Linked DNA regions of Capsicum annuum: region 1 is linked to region 2. A link is a contact called in public Hi-C data. All regions are on one chromosome and are shown on one strand. Each heading gives the region's core, a stretch centred on a gene start, on an enhancer-like site or on the middle of the called end of the contact. The rest is flanking DNA. Distances are from core to core; before and after follow the strand shown.

The links. Hi-C and Micro-C count contacts between places; a contact is called where the count stands out from the background.
Region 1: a Hi-C map of placenta shows a contact between it and region 2, with 4 times the contacts expected there. The contact joins the promoter of LOC107871320 here to the enhancer-like site in region 2. A contact is called at or near these places in 2 of 5 Hi-C or Micro-C datasets (leaf and placenta).

Annotation. Positions count from the first base shown.
Region 1 is chr12:160,197,971-160,200,670 of UCD10Xv1.1, reverse strand. LOC107871320 (U11/U12 small nuclear ribonucleoprotein 48 kDa protein) reads right to left here and starts at 1,369. Exons shown (of 5, transcript XM_016718215.2): 1 at 1-1,369. The coding sequence starts at 1,208.
Region 2 is chr12:159,902,413-159,905,112 of UCD10Xv1.1, reverse strand. No RefSeq gene overlaps it. Among protein-coding and RNA genes, the nearest start is that of LOC107872694, 50 kb to the left of the region's middle. Within about 2 kb of position 1,357, at least 1 of the 5 cell types and tissues checked has an H3K27ac peak or open chromatin away from gene starts, as enhancers often do.

The sequences.
Region 1 (2,700 bases), core at 120-2,619, 300 kb before region 2:
TGGGAAACAAAAATCGGGCTTTTAGAGAATGTTTCATCCGATACATTTGTTCCCTCATTCTCCCTTCTACTTTTTAGTGGTTCACCACTTTCCTGTTGCTCTTGAAGGTTGTCATCCCCCCTTCTCATGGCAGTAGATTCATTGAACATAGAAAAACTAAACGCAGAATCACAGATACATTGCCTTAGGATGTTGATAGCAAAGGATTTCCCAGTCATTTCTCCATATAAAACAGAAAGTTGAGTTCCCAACCACACCAAGACTTGAACTAAGATGGGACACTTAAAACTCCGGTTACTCAAACTTGATTCCTCATCTTCTCCGTTGCAAAATGTACTGGATAAATCAATAGATTCCCTAACAATAGCTTTCAAACAAAGCTTAAATAATACAAGTATATGATCTCTCATTGCTAAATCAAGCACAACATTATAATACCTAGCTGAATTAACAACTACCCATGCAGATAAACACTCCACACGACTCATTGCTAATCCTAAAATTGCACGAAGAATACGATAGGAATACATACAAGGAAACTCATTCCAACAATCAGTCTCATTTCTAATTGCATATACCTCCGATGGAAGAAGCTGGATTATTTCTCTCGGAAAGACCATCGAATTTCCACCAGAACTAGCACATTCCGAAGATAAAACAGCAGGAAGAGTAAGCATTGGAGGAGTTGCATTTTCTCCCTTTATAGGAAAAGAAACAACACCAGGACAATTAGAATAGAAGAAAGTGGGATTTTCAAAATCCAAGTAGGCTTCAAGAGAGAAGCAAAGATCAGATTGTGATTCCCGCAAAGGTAAGGTAAAGGAGTTGGATGAATGAAGGGTGTGGGGGTATTTGAGGTTTTGAATTAGGGTTTGAATGTGATCGGAGGAAATGGGTATGGGTGGGCAACGAAGAGAGTGAGAGAAGAGGGAAGAAAGGGGAAGACGATGGTTGGGATTGAAAGGGCATGGATATAGAGATGGGGAGGGAGAAGGAGGAACTGGTATAATAGGAAGAAGAGAGGAGACAGAGTTGAAAGTAGTTGAAGAGCGGTTGAGGAGAGATGTAAGTGATGAGAGAGCGGTAGAAACTTCATATGTCGGAGTACCGGTGGAAGTAGGGTGGTGATAGTAAGGAGGTGGTGGCGGTAGAAAGGCGGAGGAAGGTGGCAGTGGTAGTGGCGGAGGAGGGGGGGGGAATAGAGTCATTCCTTCTTATAATGTTCTGCCGAGATTTTGATTTGCGAGTTTTGACGGCGGTGTAACCGTGAGGGAAGAGAGACCGGAGAAAATATAACCAAAATTAAACAAAAGTGAGCCATTTATTTTAATCTCGCGTTTGGTGATAGATTTTTTAATGTTTTTGATAAGTTATGTTTTAGTTAAATAATTTTGACGTTTCAATATGTGTTTGGCAATAATTTTTGAAAAACATTTTTTTTTAAGTCATAAAATATAATTTATATTCATAAATTTCGAATGGTATTAAAATTATTCATATGTTTGATATAAAATTATCAATTTATAATAAATTAGTATACGTATTTGTGCGCTATGGATAATATTAAAATGCTATTTATAATTGAGCATGTTAAATCGTATTATCTTTAAAATATATATATATATATATATATATATATATATATATATATATATATATATATATATCTACTATCTCTGAATTTATCACGTTTTATTCATGATGCACCTGAATTTGTCACGTTTTATTCATGGTACACCTGAATAATACGTGACAAGTTTAGTGGTAATAGATACTTCTCTCAAAAAAAAAATAGCTATCATATTATTTTTCAATGAAATATTTAAAAGAAAAAAAAATTCCATCTCCACAACTCCTCCCTCGTCCCCTCAATTTTCTTAACCTTTAAGCACCCCCCCCCCCCACCCCCCACCCCCGCGTCCCCCATTTTATCTCAATTCAAATGCAATTATTTGTATATATAATTTTATATATTTAAATTGAAATTACAGCAAACTAAATAATTTAATTTTTGAAATTACTTTCTTAAATTTTGTGAACATATAATTTATCAACATAAATAATTTTATCTTCATATGTAAATAATTTATACCCCAAAGAATTTTATGTTCAAGTATCTCATGGGTATGGTTCGTTTGGAATTGTTGTTAGAAAACTTCTTATTTGAGAATCACTTTTAGTGCCTGTTTGGGATTGGTTGTTCTCCAAAAAAAAAAAATACTTATTTTGAGAATTTTTTATTTTTTTTTTTTAAAGAAGGGTGTTTGGTAAAATTATAAAAATACTTTTAAAAAGTAGGAGGAGGAATTTTTCTATTTCAAGGAAGAAGCAGAAAATTTCTTCTTTTCAAAAAAAAAACAGAAGCAGGAAATTATTTTTTCATGACAAAAATATCCCTATCACACACGCGCGCACACACATACAGAGATGTATGTATGTATGTATATATATATCCCTTATTAATTAATTAACATATCTTACAGGTTTGATTTTAAAATTTTATATTTCATATTTACATCATAACTTTTTATTTAGTTTTATGATTTATATATTATTATTTTATTTTCACTCATCTTCTTTAAATATATTTGAAAATATCATTGATGATGATGACCTGAGAATATATAACTTTTTATTTTTTTATTAATGATAACAAATAACAGATGAATCACGTTACAAGATTATATTTTGACAAACTTG
Region 2 (2,700 bases), core at 108-2,607:
ACATCTTCGAGATGTCACAATCATTCATATCAATTTATGAACTTTTATTCTAGTAAACTCCAAGTTTACCATGACATGTACTTTTTCTTTAGTAAATTTCAGATTTATTATTACATGAATAAATTTCAGATTTACTACTTTAGAAGTAGATTTTAAAATTATTCAATCTCTTTTGGAGGTGAGTTGTGATACAATCATAATCAAATGCACGTTTGCATTAATAAGTTTCTCATTCCCCAGGAATGGAATATAATCGTTACTTAAACCTATCAAATTATGATAGCTTATAACCTCTTTCAAGATTTTGCTACTTTAGAAGCAAATCGAGGCATACATATAATGTAGAGAATTTTTCTCTAGCATATCTTATAATCATATAAGCGTGTGAAAATATCATCACTTTTGATGATCATTATCATATTGTCCCTCCACGCGTATATTCGTGCATTCAATCACCTGCCTTCTTTAAGACATATTATGCACTGCTACCACATACACCTCAAGAATGAAGTAAGTTATCATATTTCAAACTTATCATATATTGTTACAACATTCACTTCATGGAATGGAGCATATTCAATTGGTCGAATTTCAAACTTTTCATCAAACACCTATTATTTTACCTTAGCCATCACAATATCATCAATATGGTGTATTGAGATTCAAACTCAATATTTGATCCATATAAAGGCGTCTTAGGCATGAATCGATGGGACTGAAAACCCAACATATTATCATCTTTTTTGATAATATTGTTTTTGATGAATCAATTTAAAATATAAATGGTTCCAAACGAATTATTTTCCTCAAATATTACAATAATTATATCACTAATAGAAAAATACAAATAACATAAGGAATTACTAACCTTTGACCTTTAGATTTATAATCTCACCTTATTTGACAGAGTCTCGTGCTGATAACGTGTTATAAAATAACAAAGACTAAAGAAGAAGAGTAGAGAGAATAGAGAGAGTAATTCTTATTTTTCTCTTAAGGGATGTTCTTCTCTTAAGGGATGAGAGATCATATGAATGTAAATACAATGAACAAACCACCTCTATTTATAGGAAAAATTTATTCCTAATTTGAATAAAAAATGAATGCTTCAAATTCTAATAGATATCAAAATATATCTTGATAAATCTTGATAAATAATCAGTATAATGTAAATATATTTATAACACATATAACTATTACATGACTTATCTCACTCACGATAAAAATTTTCGTATACGAGCATTCGTCCAAAAAGTACCAGTTGACATTTTTTTCCATTTACCATGACCCTCCACGTGTGTACATGTCAATACCCTGTTGGCGCATATGAGAGTATATATTAGCTGACACGTGGGTAGAACTTTGAGTTAAGATCCAAATCTTGCCGCGAAACTTGCTAAAATATATCCTTCTCATTTAATTCGTTTGAACTATTTTAACTTGAATTAAAATATATCAAATATTCATTGATATAATAATCTTAAACAACCCAGTTAAAATTTAAAAATTACTAAAAAAAAAAAAAACATTCTGTTTATAATGGAAGGAGGATCACTTTTCCATTTTCTCATGCCTTTTGAGATAGAGTACTAGACAGGCTCAATATATATTATTTCAATTTATGTGATAAAAATAAATTTTAGAGAATTAATTATTAATATAATTTAAATTTTTAATTTTTATTATTTATAATATTTTTTCTATTTCAATTTAATTGACTAATATAATTTGGAGTCATCTAAATTTTTTGTATCTTATTAATTTTATATGTTGTTAATTATATGATTTATAATATTTTTTACATAATTTATCAATAAAATAAGAATACTTTTTTCGTCACAGATAAAATTTTGACAGTCAATCAATATATATATATATATATATATATATATATATATATTTTAATTATTATAATTTGCAATGCTTTTATTTCATTTTTAAATGATATATGTCACCTTATGTGTTCCTCCGTTTCATCTCAATTTATGTGTCACTAATATAATTTTGATAGTTAATCAATTTTTTTATGTTGACATATCATTTTGTTCCCATTTTACCCTTTTTATGAAATATTATTAATTTTTTAATGCTTAGATGACCATAATATAATAAAATCACAATTGAAACAGCGAAACAAATATGTCTTTTTGTGCCATTCATAGTCAATTATATTTTAAAATAATTTAAATTTTTAATTATTGTGATTTATTATAATTTTCTTCTATTTCAATTAAAGTGAGATTGATATAATTTAAAGAATCAACCAAATATTTTATATCTTTTAATTTTGTTAAGTTGTTAGTTATTGTGATTTATAATATTATTTTTTTGAAATACAGAATAGATTAAATTTTTTAAAAATATTCTAAGTTGTTAACCGTTGTAATTTATAATACTTTTTATGTAACTTTTAAATAATATATGTTACTCTCATTGTCCAAACTTTTGTAGCATTGATAGTCAATCATATTTTTGAAATAATTTAAGTTTTCAAATTATTTTTTTTATAATATTTTTGTATTTTAATTTAAGTGGCAGAATGCTTAAATAGCCATAATAATTAATTATGGGCAATATAATAAAATCACGATTGAAGCAGCGATGCATACATATCTTAAATGACTTACAACAACTAATTAAAAGTGATATAGTAAAATTACTTTAAAAGATACTTGTTTCACAATTTAAGTGAGTCTCATG